3 separate regions of the Mus musculus genome follow, and all the other regions are linked to region 1. Evidence: chromatin contacts called from public HiChIP or PLAC-seq and promoter capture Hi-C data. All regions are on one chromosome and are shown on one strand. The core of a region is the stretch at or near the end of the contact, and the rest is flanking DNA. Distances in the headings are between cores, read along the strand shown. Region 1 holds the start of Six2 (sine oculis-related homeobox 2). Region 2 holds the start of Camkmt (calmodulin-lysine N-methyltransferase). Region 3 overlaps Camkmt (calmodulin-lysine N-methyltransferase).

What was found. Promoter capture Hi-C pulls out the DNA fragments that hold promoters and counts their contacts. HiChIP or PLAC-seq counts read pairs in DNA pulled down with a chosen protein or histone mark.
Region 2: a contact with region 1 is called in a promoter capture Hi-C map of embryonic stem cells, with 2.9 times the contacts expected there. The contact joins the promoter of Camkmt here to the promoter of Six2 in region 1. A contact is called at or near these places in 3 of 39 promoter capture datasets (the 3T3-L1 cell line, embryonic stem cells and hippocampal neurons), 5 of 115 datasets of contacts at active chromatin or transcription factors (astrocytes, bone marrow-derived macrophages, embryonic hindbrain and 2 more) and 1 of 9 other capture datasets (pancreatic islet).
Region 3: a contact with region 1 is called in an H3K27ac HiChIP or PLAC-seq map of embryonic stem cells, with 4 times the contacts expected there. The contact joins the enhancer-like site here to the promoter of Six2 in region 1. A contact is called at or near these places in 3 of 39 promoter capture datasets (hippocampal neurons, liver and pre-B cells), 4 of 115 datasets of contacts at active chromatin or transcription factors (astrocytes, embryonic basal ganglia and embryonic stem cells) and 1 of 9 other capture datasets (adipose tissue).

Annotation. Positions count from the first base shown.
Region 1 is chr17:85,685,560-85,690,070 of GRCm38.p6, reverse strand. It overlaps Six2 (sine oculis-related homeobox 2), which reads left to right and starts at 1,817. Exons shown (of 2, transcript NM_011380.2): 1 at 1,817-2,678. The coding sequence starts at 2,119. It overlaps CJ186046Rik (a long non-coding RNA gene), which reads right to left and starts at 1,577. Exons shown (of 9, transcript XR_001782258.2): 1 at 1-1,577.
Region 2 is chr17:85,088,063-85,092,573 of GRCm38.p6, reverse strand. Camkmt (calmodulin-lysine N-methyltransferase) reads right to left here and starts at 1,948. Exons shown (of 11, transcript NM_028576.3): 1 at 1,711-1,948. The coding sequence starts at 1,848. It overlaps Prepl (prolyl endopeptidase-like), which reads left to right and starts at 2,307. Exons shown (of 15, transcript NM_001163622.1): 1 at 2,307-2,468; 2 at 3,699-4,234. The coding sequence starts at 4,022.
Region 3 is chr17:85,161,374-85,165,884 of GRCm38.p6, reverse strand. All of the region lies in intron 3 of Camkmt (calmodulin-lysine N-methyltransferase), which reads right to left. Gm36826 (a long non-coding RNA gene) reads right to left here. Exons shown (of 3, transcript XR_877067.3): 3 at 1,924-3,847. Among named protein-coding and RNA genes, the nearest start is that of Gm36826, 5.6 kb to the right of the region's middle. Within about 2 kb of position 2,689, at least 39 of the 459 cell types and tissues checked have an H3K27ac peak or open chromatin away from gene starts, as enhancers often do. A contact at or near this core is called in embryonic stem cells, where this site is marked.

The DNA.
Region 1 (4,511 bases), core at 568-3,067:
TCCCAGAGCTAAAGTCTTAGGGAAAGCCACAGTGCTCATCTCTCCCATGCTTACATCATCACAGAAAGACTTGTGGCATTCTGGAGCAGAGGGGAAGTTTGGGAAATGATGCTGGATCCTTAAATAAATAAATATGTACCTTACCCATAAACAACCAGCAACCAGAAACCAACGCTTAGGCTCGGGACTCCATTTTCAATATCTGCCTCTCCATCGCCTTAGAAAGCTGACAGGGTTGTTAACAAAACGAGGTCTAGAGGTTTTAGCATGGTCTGTGCCTCCTTGGATCTTGGCATTGAATGTCACTAGGAGCTTGCAGCTGGGTGGGAAAGGGCGGAATGGATGCCCAAAGGACAAGCCTTGCCAAGAAATAAGCCGTGGGCCTTTCAAACTCTGGAAACTTCAGGGATGTCCCTGACCCCACCCCTCCAGTGCACCCCTAACCTTCTATTGCTTGGATTTTTCCAAAGGACCAGCACTTCGTATGTTCTGGGGGAGTTCTGACAAAGAAACAAAAAGCAGGGCTCCTCCTACCCACTTTCTAAGGCCAATCTTGCCGGAACTTAGCGCTGGGTTCTCAGGCAGAAGAGACCAGGAACCCGAGCCCAGAAGTAGGGAGACAGGAAGCTGGTAAATCCAGTCTCTTCTGTGCACCTCACCCCCACCCCGGGAAGTGCGACAATTACCCTACACACGCTGCCCTGGGCTCCCCGGGGCAGTCTGCGGGTCTATGCGGGCTCCCCTGTTTTGTGTCGCCGCCCTTGCAAGATTCAACTTCCGTAAAGGCCACACGAGACTGCCGGGAGTTTCTCGGGTCCTGGGCCCCGTGGGGTTAAGTCTGAGTCCCCGCCTGGCGAGGAGCAGATCGCGCCGAGTGGGGGCGGTACCGGCCGCGGGGCAAGCAGCCTGCTGCGAAAGGAAGGAAAGGCGGGATCCTCCGGGAAGTTGATTCTCAGGCGTCCAGCTGCGGCCACTGCCAAATCTCTGACTTCTCTCCCCACCTCCTCCCCCTTTCCCTAGGGGATAGACATCTCGGGTCCCGGGTTTCTTGCATGGGGGTGGGGTGTTGTCAGCTAGAAAAGCCAAGCCTTTCAGAGGCCCCCTAAGAGAATCCAAACTCTCCATCCCACTGACCTCCTCCTGGGTTAGTGTCTCTGCCTGTCAGCTGCGACCTTCCGAGCGACGCAGTGACCCAGCCGGAGCTGGAGCACCTGGCGAAGCCTGGGTGAGGCTGTTGCGACGCCTCTTATTTAAAAAAAAAGGGAGGGGTGTCTCACACTTTTTCTCTTGAAGGCTCCTTCTGTCCCCCTCTTTTCCTTTCCTGAAAGGCACCCCCTTAAACGGTCCTCCGCCTTCCCTTCTACTCCCTTCCTTCCCCACTTCGGTCCTCCTCTTTTCTTCGAGGGCCCCCACCCAGCCCCCTCCTTCGGGGTCCTCCTCCTCCTCTGCTCTTTGGGCGTCCGCCCCGTCAATCACCGCCGTCTCGGGGCCCCAGCCCGGCTCCTCTCCGCCTCCCGGGCTCTGGGAGTGCCTGGGGCTCCCGTCTCGGCCAACCTCCGCTCTGTGCAGAGCCGGGGCGATCTGTCAGCGGAGCTGGCCGAGGGGGGCGGGGGTGGGAGCCGCCCGGGCCGCCGGGGCTCGGGTTACCGGTGACTGACAGCGTCTCCATGGCGAATAATTTGACTCGACTATTGTCTGGCGCGGGCAGGCCCCGGGTCAGATAACCCGACCAATCAGGGCGCGGGCCGCCGCGCCTCATGCCCGCTTAGAATAATATTATTAAAAAAGCTGCAAGCGAGCTAGACGGGAGGGAGAGCGAACGAGCGAGGAGCCGGCGAGCGAGCGGCGGGCGGGCGCGGAGCATGCGGAGCGGCGCCCCGGGCGGCCTCCGGGCTTGGGCGCGGGCGAGGCGCGCGGGCGGCGGGGGCGCGGAGCTGCGCGGGGCCGGCGGCGGGAGCGAGGACGGATCGTTGTGACTCAGGAGTCGCTCGGGAGCCGGCGCCTGGCCAGGGGGCCCCGCCCGCCTGTCGGCCGGCCGGGGCCGGCGGGGAGGCGCCCATGCGGGGCCGCGAAGCGCGGTGAGGGCGCGCGCGGGCGGGCGGGCGCGCAGCCGCCACCATGTCCATGCTGCCCACCTTCGGCTTCACGCAGGAGCAAGTGGCGTGCGTGTGCGAGGTGCTGCAGCAGGGCGGCAACATCGAGCGGCTGGGTCGCTTCCTGTGGTCGCTGCCCGCCTGCGAGCACCTCCACAAGAATGAAAGCGTGCTCAAGGCCAAGGCCGTGGTGGCCTTCCACCGGGGCAACTTCCGCGAGCTCTACAAAATCCTGGAGAGCCACCAGTTCTCGCCGCACAACCACGCCAAGCTGCAGCAGTTGTGGCTCAAGGCGCACTACATCGAGGCGGAGAAGCTGCGCGGCCGGCCGCTGGGCGCCGTGGGCAAGTACCGCGTGCGGCGCAAGTTCCCGCTGCCCCGCTCCATCTGGGACGGCGAGGAGACCAGCTACTGCTTCAAGGAGAAGAGCCGCAGCGTGCTGCGCGAGTGGTACGCTCACAACCCCTACCCGTCGCCACGAGAGAAGCGCGAGCTGGCCGAGGCCACCGGCCTCACCACCACGCAAGTCAGCAACTGGTTCAAGAACCGGCGGCAGCGCGACAGGGCGGCCGAGGCCAAGGAAAGGTACGAGTAAGTGAGCATCTGCGCCGGCTTCCCTGGTCCTGGGAGAAACGGGTGCGGGAGGATGGGGAGCTCCTGGACAGGACTAAATCGCACCCGGACCCCGGGTACCAAGCTCGGCCGCAGCTCAGGCTGGCTCAAAACAGCGCTTAGGTCTTTTCTGGAGGCTGAGCGACCCGGAATTTGTCTAAAGCGGGCAAAGCGGTGCGTAAGTTCAGTAACTAATTCCTCAGTCGCTTGTGGACTAAACTGGAAAAACGGCGAGTTTCAGAGAGGGCAGGGCTGTGGGCCTGAATTCCCTGCGAGGTAAGCGTAGGCTTAGGGCCTGATCTTCGAACAACCAAGGGCGTCGGGGATCAGGGGGTTTAGGACGTCACCTCCAGGTCAAAGAGATTTTTAGGGGTCAGGGCAGGGGTTGGAATCTCCCTAGTATTATCTGGGTAATGACTGCAATATCTATGCAAGGTAGACCTATTCCTTGTCTGGGCATAAGAGCTGGGCACAAGAGAGTTGGGAGTTATCCCGCGTAGAAAGGACCCAAAGATGTAAGGCCTCCGGGGGAAATGTCTGCTGAGGAAGAGAAGGCAATCCAGCCTGCCTTTCCTGAACTTGCCAGACCCTTGAAGACCTCGCTCTCCTTAGGTTCTGCTCTCTTTGATGGGCAAGTCGGGTGTGCGAGGTAAACTGGGATCTGCCGAAAGACTGGGAGCTTTCTTTTCTATCGGAATCTAAGACTTTCCAAACTAACCTAAGCTACAGACACCCCTGTAACTGTCTGTAACCCGCTTTGGGCTTAAATCTGGACAAGGAAACTAGGGGATCGAGATCGGAGAGAAACGGATTATGGGAACGGATTTCTCCTTGGGGAACAGCAAAACAAGACACCTGGGTTAGGTGATGTGGATGTGTTGAACACCGTTTGAAGGATCCAGGGTCAGGGTATCGAACAGTAGGGGCAGAAGAGCAAGCTGCAGACTGGACCTGGGTATTTGAAATCCCCAAGTTTGACTTTGAATGGCGATGATGTCTTGCTCATTCCCCCACCCCCCACCCCAAGAAATCTGAAAGAATGGCCGTTAGGAATCCACTAATAGGTTTTACCCAGGATTTCAAATACCCATATCTGGTCAGGGACTGTCCGCAAAAGCAGGCAAGAGGTGGATTCATCTGCGATGGGTTCTCCTCTGTCAGGCTCCATAAGGGCTGGGGTTCCTGACTAGGCCCCAGGTGAGAGCTACAGATTGTGCCTCCTTGTTTCTGCCTACGATCTGAGCCAGCTCTCAGCACCCTGCCCTTCCTTCTACCTTCTCCCCTAGGGAAAAGGAGTCCTCCATTCTCAAAGCCCCATCTTTCTGCCCAGTCAAATGAGCTCCTGCTCAGCTTGGAATTAGGGATCATAGTCTCAGTAGGGAGGGGTTTCCCTCGCGCAGAGAAAGGCAAAGGGAAACTAGGCCTGTGCTCACCCAAGTCGAAGTGGGCCCCTCAGCCTGGGCTCGCTGTATCTGAAGCTTCTATTCCCCACTTCTACCCAGCAAAGCTCGTTTGTACGGTATTTTCCCTCACTTCTCCCAACTCCAGGCTCCCCACTTTGGTGCCGCAGCTCTCTTAAGGAATGGGGTGGGAGACAGGACAGGAAATACTGGGAACAGGAAAGGTAGTCATGACATTAAGGACATGGGCTGATACAGGGAGAGGGACAAGCGAAAACTAGTGTTGAGGGTTTGAGAACGCAATTAAGAACAAGAAGTCAAGTGTGGGAATGGTAGAAACAGCAAACACCCTTTAGCAACCGCAGCGGGGCCCCAGGTGCTGGCATCCTGAGGGTCAGCGCAGAGT
Region 2 (4,511 bases), core at 699-3,198, 600 kb after region 1:
AAAGGAGCCTTCCTTAAGGAAATGCCTCCATGAGATCCAGCTGTAAGGCATTTTCTCAATTAGTGATGAAGCAGGGGAGGGCCCCTTGTGGGTGGTGCCATCCCTGGGCTGGTAGTCTTGGATTCTGTAAAAGAGCAAGCTTAGCAAGCCAGGGGAAGCAAGCCAGAAAGCAGTACCCCTCCATGGCCTCTGCATCAGCTCCTGCCTCCAAGTTCCTACCCTGTGTGAGTTCCTGTCCTGACTTCTTTTGGTAATGAACAGCAATTTGGAAGTGTAAGCTGAATAAACCCTTTCCTCCCCAACTTGCTTCTTGGTCATGATGTTTTGTGCAGGAATAGAAACCCTAAGACACACCTAAAAAAATTTAAAAATAAAGTCTTACCTCTTACACTGTGAATTTTGGCTTGGCCATGCATCTTCCTTTAGCTAACGGTTTATGAGACGGCTCATAGTGATTATCAACTTGACAAGAACTGGAGGAACCGAAAGTCTCCACCTGTCTAGGAAGGGTTATCTACACTAGGTTAACCTCTTGGTATGTGTGTAATGGATTTTCCTAACTACAGTCACTGAGAGGAGACACACTCAATGTGGTATCGCCACATCACACACTGAGTCTTGAACTAAATAAAAAGGAGAACTGGAACTAACTCATATTCATCCATCGCTCTGTTCTTCCTGACTGCTCACACAATGCTCCAGGATCCTGAGCCTTGATTTTTCCTACTAAAGTCTGTACCGTCAAACTGTGTGCCAATACATACCCTTCCTTTCTTAAATTGCATTGCCTAGCATTTTTATCACAGTAATAATAGAAGCTAAGTAACATAGCATATTAACAGACATCATGTAAGCAGGGATTTGAAATGTGCCTCTTGCTCTTATACACTCTACCATAACTGGGAGAACATGCCAGCCAACTCTGAGAACTATGGGTATATAGACCAGGTACACAACCGTAAACCACTCAGGTTTTATCAAGAGACTACCAGGTGGTTCACAGACATTGCATGACATACGACATGTGGTTGTTAAAAAGCAATAACTAAGTAAAATAACAGACTAAGGACTCATTGCCCCCCGGCCACTGTCTTAGTTACTTTCCTATTGCTGTGAGGAGTCACAATGACTAAGAAAACTTATAAACACAGCAGCCTTCACTGGAGCGGTTTGGAAGACTGAAGTATCTGGATTCGTTGCTAAACCTTGGGCAGCGAGTATCCCAATAATGACTCCAAACTTAGTTTCACGTGGCGGGAAAAGGAGCAAGCAGTAGGTTTCCCTCTCTCCCTTTACTCTCCCATATACAAAACCAGGAAACGCGTGCAGAATCCCCATCCCATTAGTGAACCTCACGGATCTCCAGAGATGTGGGACCAAAAAGTGCACCCAGGTGACCAGGCTGGGAGTTAAGAAGCAAAAAATAAAATAAGGATGGAAAGGGGGCGGGAAAGAAGAGCAGCACACGGAGAAGACAGGCGGTCCCACCCACCAGACAGGCGAGCACAAGGATTTTCTGAGTTTCTGAGAGCTCGCTCTGGCTGTCCCGCTCTCCAGCCCCGCCAGAGTCTCTCCCATTTTTGGTGGGACAGCGGGACAGCGGAGATGAAGGAGCAAGGGGGCGCTTCTCGCTTGGCTCCCGACAAACGGGCTGCCTGCTACCTGCGAGGGGAGTGGCCACAGGCAGGGCAGGCGAGCGCTCGCCCTTACCTGTCGCAGAAGCTGCCACCGGACGGCCCCCTTGGGCGCCGAGACCAGCGAGCCCTGGCTGGCACTGCCCATCGCGGGACGCTTGCCCGCCTCTGCCTCAGTCTCTGCAGCCCCAGCGGCCGCGACCTGCGACTCCATCTCCAGAGCTGACTGGACCCGGAGGTTGCGTCCGCCACGGCTCTCCCCAGTCAGGACCTGCCAACTTCTTCCCTGTCAGGACCTGTGACGCCCGGCCTCTGGCCCACAGCTCTTCCGTGCACCCTCCCCGAATTCCGCATTTCCGGTATTAGCGTCTCCTTGGCAACCAAAGCAGCGGCGTCGCTTCATTGCACCACTTTTTCTGGTGGCCATCTTAAGTGAGGGCGAGCCGGAGTGGGAGGGGACTGTGGAATAGCTGCAGACAGGGCTTTCCTCGCTGTTTTCTTTTTTTCCTCACTTTGTCTCTTGCTCGCCGGAATACCAGAAAACCGAAATACAGTTGTCTCCTAAGATGAGTGAGTTCAGGAAGAGAAAAAGCCCACCACTGGCCATAATAAAGATGGCGAAATGCGCTTCCCTATCGGTCTGGGTTGGTGTTACGTAGACCGGCGTGCTGCAAACTAGCTCTGGGCGGCGCGAGGTAGGTTGTCTTTCTTGCTGGGTGCTGGAGGCTGGCTTCGGCTGGACAAGGCTGAGGTGACTGCAGCTCCTTCTGGAGAGCTTCGGTTTCTCGTATTTGTCTTCTCTACCTTCGCTCGTCCAGCTGTCTTTCGATTTGCGTACGTATGGAAGGGTTGCTGATGGTTCCCCTTTCCTAATTCCTCTGCCCACCTTCCAGCCATTCCTCACTTCCCTGGTCCCTTTTTTGATCCCTGTCTCTTCTGTACGTTCTGACCCGTACCATTCCCTCACGTCCTGTGAATACGACGTGTTCGGGATGCACAGTTGCACCGGGAAACGAGGAGGTGCTCCGGGAGCACCCATTTGCTTACTTACCCCACCAGTCTCCCTATCCTCGCACAGGGTCTTCTCAATGCAGATGGTGGATGAATGGGTTGGAGCTATGGGGACAGACTAAGCGATTTAAAAGCATTTTTCTTCTAGGCTACTGCTCCACTGGCCCATTATTTTGCTGCGACATAAGAGATTAAGGGGGGGAGGGGGCGTCATAGCTGGTCGGATCTATGGCAAAACTGACGCAGTGTTTCTGTGCTACCAAGGAACGTGTTAGAGAAGATTTCTCTCATTTTACACTCAACAGTGTTTAGCATAGCTAAATTATCCCTATGCTAATAATATTAACGACCTTTTGTTGAATGGTTACTATGTGCCAGGTACTTGGACTAAGTTCTTAAAATAAATTGTTTGGTTTTGTTACAAAACTACAACCGCAGAGATTAAGTGCTATGGTTAATTTCTGTTCCACAAGTGAAAAAATTGAATCCAGATGCAGTTAGTGTACAAGGCCCAAGACCTAAACCTGGGTCTGTAGTTATGGAAGTTAAAATGATCTTTACCTTCCAGAAGAAACCAAAAATGACTCGACATTTTATTTGTGCATCTTACAGTTGTTTTTAATTCATTATCCTTTTATGGTGAAATCCAATTGCTCCTCTAGGAGGAGGAGCCAGTCAGTTGGGCGGTTCACTGAATCAGTGAGTTGGGGGAGTGTCTCCAGCTCCCCAGAGCCACAGTTGGGCCACCTGGACAATGACCAGCTCTAGCTCACTCATCGAGTGCACACGCAGCTTAAACTAGACAGCTAGGTGAAAACTATGTGGCGCCTCGCCTCACTCAACAACTAAGCATCCCCCTTTTATGTCATGGTTTAGGCTTTTTCTAATTTGTCTTTCACATCCCAATGATATGCCCAGAATTATGTAAGATAAAAGCCATCTTGCTTTTGAACCCCCTCTGAGTACCTGAGATTCCCATTAAGTTCATTTACTCATTTGCAAATTATTTTATTTTGTTTGTTTTCTGTTTTGTTTTGTTTTGTTTTGTTTTAGTTTGTCCATACGTTCTCCAGAGTCACTGCTGCTTAGCTTGTCCCTAGGAAAACTGACTTTACAGATGACGTGTTTATTAAGTCCCGCCTGCCAAGAAGTATGATCTGAATGAACTTAACGCATACAAGGTTTTAAACGTGTTTAACCTAAGTTATCAGATGTCTACAGTAATTGGTAACCTAAGGGGCTCATGACGCCACAGGGGAGGGATGAGATGTGGGGACCTCAAATGCACTAAGATCCCATGACTGTATAATTATACGTATGAAATCATCCACGTGCTGGCAGCCCCTAAGGGAGCAAAAACCAGGGACTTTGCCACCATGCTGCAGACGGCCAAATTCTCTCTCCGAGCTTTGAAGCATAGTATTCCTCATCTTGGGAACTGCATGCAGAAACAGAGTTACCGTAACGTCGCTGGTCCTTATTACAGTAGAGTAAGATTGAAAAAGTACCACCTAACCAAGTGTCTGCAGAATAAACCCAGGATAGCAGGATTAGCAAGAAACATCCCAAGTCGGAGCTTCTCGTGTAAGGTATGGACTGTTCGAGTTAATCTGTTTGTAGGCCATTAATACTAATTGTAGTTCATAAATAATGGGTAAGGTATCCATTACTCATTTTCTCAGTAATTCTAATTTGGTTTTAAGATTTTTTTTTTTTAGGCTCAAATACCTGTAGTCAATATGAGTACAAAAGAATGTATGTGAACCTATAAAGCTGTAATGTATATAAAAATGCAGATTCATTGAAAACTGATTTGATCTCAAAACGTAATGCACCTGAAAATGTGTTTTCTAAAATTACTAAAAT
Region 3 (4,511 bases), core at 1,440-3,939, 530 kb after region 1:
TCAACTTGGCATGCCAGGGACAGGAGCTTTTTCATTTTCAAAAAAGCCGTCTTCTGTCACATGAAAAGCCCCGAGAGTAAAATATTTCAGTGTAGCTCTGTGTTAACAATGGATGTGCCATCAGATTACCATACACGTGAATAAAGCACCAAATGATACGAACTTTTTTTTCCACACTTTAGATTTTGATGTGAAATGAGTCTAATTATTTATTCATAGCTTTTCCTCTAAGGAGTTCAAAGCACTATATTTTAAATCTTCAAACGCAGATTTCCTGAACTCTAACATCTACTGGAGGGGGACAGGAAAATGTGTGACAAGAAAAAAGATTAAATAGCACAAAAGAAAAGATGGGCCGGAAGGACCCAGCACGCTTCAAACATGAGGTGGGATGGAAGGACCCAAGCAGGCGTTGAACACGAGGCGGGATTTTTTTTTCATTCACTTATTCCTTCAGTCATCCAAGCATTTATTACAACCTCCCAGAAGAAGAGATTCACGCCAGATGTTAGCGATGTAAAAACCACCCCAGTTCCAGCAGACGGAGGCATGGCTGACATCAAGAATAACTGGGTGCCCCAAATGCTATAATACAAGGGGAGGAGGCTTCAGCAGGAAGGGAAGGTCTCAGTTATACTCTGAAGCTGGCAGAAGTTTGCCAGAGAATTCTGAGACAACCTGGAGACGGAGGCTGACATTGCGCTACGGTGCAAGGAAGCATCGAAAGCTTCGAGCTGGTCAAGGGGCGTGGGGAAGACACGGCTCCGAGGCCGTTTTGTGAAAAGACTTCATCAACCTTCATCAACATACAATAAGCAGATGTAAAATGATATGCATTTTATCTTGCTTCATATGCACATGTACATTTTGGTTTTATGTATGTAGTTTTACTTTACGCATGCATACAGAGAGAGAAAGAAAAAGACAGACAGAGGGACAGAGACAGAGACAGTGACAGAGCAAGCAAGCTCTATGGGGTATTCCATCTGATGTCTCTGAGCCTGATGAGCCCCTCTTTCCGTCTGGCCTCTGAGGATGTTGACAGGGCCGGTGGCAGGGCCCAGCCACACAGCTTTCTCCTCCCTGCATCTGTACAGTTCCTTCTCTTAGGTGGAAGCTCACTTAGGAAAAGTTAAACCACTGGGCCAGATTGATTTATCTCCCAAGCTGCTACCAGCATGCCCATTCACCAAGGGAGCAGATGTTTCTCTTAAGGACTACGGAGGGGCAGCCTCTTCTGCATCACTCCTGTGTTACCTGCACACAGTAGACACTGAAGGAAAGAAAAGGGAAAAAATGTAGCTTAAGTCTCAGAAATGCAGATGAAAGAGAATATTCTCTTGCTTTTATATTATTTCAAGTATAAAAGCTCCTGTGTCAAAATACTCAGAACACTGTGGCTCAAAATAGAAAAGATAGAACCCAATTATCAGACTGATTTGTAGTTCCAAGTCTTCAAATCACCTTCTACAGAAGCACTCACTAATTGATATCGACAGAGGGATACAGCAGAAAACTGAAACCTTCTTGTCTATAGATATATAGAGATGATACAGACACAGATGGTTAATTGATAGATAGATAGATAGATGTTAGATAGATAAAGCAATAGATAGGTAGATAGATAGATAGATAGATAGATATTAGATAAATAGATGTTTGATAGATGATATATAGATATAGATGGATAGATAGATACACAGATGCATAGATACATAGATAGGTGATAGATGATAGATACATAGATGATAGATATTTAGATGATAGATTATAAATAGATAAGATAGATGATAGATACATACATACATAGATACATAAATACATAGATATATAGATACATAGGTGATAGATACATAGATGATAGATTAAAAATAGATAAGACAGATAGATGATAGATACATAGATGATAGAGAGATGGATAGATAGATAGATAGATAGATAGATAGATAGATAGATAGATAGATAGATAAAAATAGATGATAGATACAGAGATATGGGGGAAGCAGGAGAAAAACTCAACAAATTAAAGGGTATTACTTATTCTGTATTGGGTTAAGAAATTATAACTGCTTTTTTTATACAGTTAAGCATGTATATTTGATGACTCCATAAAACACTATATTTAGCTGGGCAGTGGTGCTGCACACCTTTAATCCCAGCACTTGTGGGGACCACAGGCTGGTTGGATCTCTGAGTTCGAGGCCAACCTGGTTATACAGAGAAACCTTCAAGAAAGGAAAGAAAGAGAGAGAGAGAGAAAGAGAGAGAGAGAGAGGAAGGAAGGAGGATATTCTTGTCCTAGAACATGCTAGAATACAACACAATACCAAGTAAATTAAGATCCACGGCCTTGGCAACGAGAGCTACTCTCTCGATGAGAATGGTGAAGATTCAGGCCAGAGAGTCAGCACTCTGATCTTGTAGCTCACTCACAGTTTAGTCTGCATCTTCTCACCTACCAGCAATGATTGCAGCAGATTGTTAGTCATAGTTTAAAGGTCAAAGAGTTTTATAATCCTGAAAACTCATGATGTGGGCAAAGGATAACTATTTTCTAGCAAGTCAAATCAAAAGCCATGAAGAGCATGAAGACGTCTCAAACAGAAAAAGAGACTGGAATATAAATATGTACTGAGTCACAGGGAAAGTGTTCTGACATTTAAACAGACAGCAAGTGAGCAGGAAAAGTTACCAAGAAAGTGGAGCTGGGACAAAGACAGGGTAGGGCGTAACCTGGGTGGGGACAGGCACAGCACTGAATGCGCACATTCCTCTCTCAAGGTGTGGAATTCAGGCAGAAGGGCTGATGTAACACAAGCTATTTTGAGAAAAAGCAGAAATATCAATACAGCTATAAAGGGAGAATTCTGACCCCTCCAACTTAAAAGGAGTTCGTTGGAAAAATAATGCCATTTAAAAAAAAATGGTTAATGAGAAAAAACAAGGGACAAAGGTTTTGTGGCTTAAAATCAGCAACCATAGCACAGAATGGTGAGAGTGAGGGTACATCTGTGGAACATGAACGGGAATGCCTAGGATGGGCTGGCAAAGTTCAAGGCCATCCTAGACTATAAAGACAGTCTATCTCAAAAATCAACAAAGAAAGAAGAGGGAAGGGGAGGGGACAGAAAGGGAGGGGAGGGCAGCGAGGGGAAGGGAATGAATGCGCTACTTAAGAGACTGTGACACACAACTTCAGTCTCAGTTACTCAGGAGACCAGAGGCTGAGGGATCACTTGACTCCAGGAACTTCCGGTTAGACAAACATGGTAAAAGGATAAAGTAAGTGTGCTCTGTTCCTAAGCCCCTTTCTGATGGAGATGACCTCTGCCCTGTGACCCTAAAGGAACTGACCTAAAAAGAAAGTCCCAGAGGTCAGCAAAACTAGAAACAAGGAGGCATAGCTCTCTGAGTCCTACTCAATTACCTCATAACTGCATCGCCTGACCGTGCGAGAGCGGGAAAGGTAGGAAACAAGGAGGCATAGCTCTCTGAGTCCTACTCAATTACCTCATAACTGCATCGCCTGACCGTGGGAGAGCGGGAAAGGTAGGAAACAAGGAGGCATAGCTCTCTGAGTCCTACTCAATTACCTCATAACTGCATCGCCTGACCGTGGGAGAGCGGGAAAGGTAGGAAACAAGGAGGCATAGCTCTCTGAGTCCTACTCAATTACCTCATAACTGCATCGCCTGACCGTGGGAGAGCGGGAAAGGTAGTTTAAGTAGGCCGTTCGTTCGTTTGTTCGTTCGTTCGTTCGTTCGTTCATTCTTCAGGGTTGCACATCGCATGCTGAGCTACACATACACAGTCAGCATTTGTGCATTTCCACCTGTCAGTCATTTTCCTAGCGTAACAAGATGCAGACAATGATGAATGAGCTTGAAAATTCCAAATGGGAGTCTATTCTTGAAAAGTTTTTAAATTATTGCTACATAAATGCTGTAAAATAAATGTTAAAATGTTTCAAAAGGGGCTGGAGAGATGGCTCAGCGGTTAAGAGCACTGACTGCTCTTCCGAAGGTCCTGAGTTCAAATCCCAGCAACCACATGGTGGCTCACAACCATCCATAACGAGATCCAGAAGAGGAGAGGGGTCACCCTCTTCTGGAGTGTCTGAAGACAGCTACAGTGTACTTACATAATAAATAAATAAATCTTTAAAAAAAATGTTTCAAAAGGGGGCTGGAGAGATGGCTCAGCGGTTAAGAACACTCACTGCTCTTCCAGAGGGCCTGAGTTCAATTCCCAGCAACCACATGGTGGCTCACAACCATCTGTAATGGGATCTGATGCCCTCTTCTGGTGTGTCTGAAGACAGCTACTGTGTACTCATGTACAGAAAATAAATAAAAAAATTTTTTTAAATGTTCCAAAATGGCTGGGCACTGGTGGCACACGCCTTTAATCCCAGCACTCGGGTGGCAGAGGCAGGCGGATTTCTGAGTTCGAGGCCAGCCTGGTCTACAAAGTGAGTTCCAAGACAGCCAGGGCTATACAGAGAAACCCTG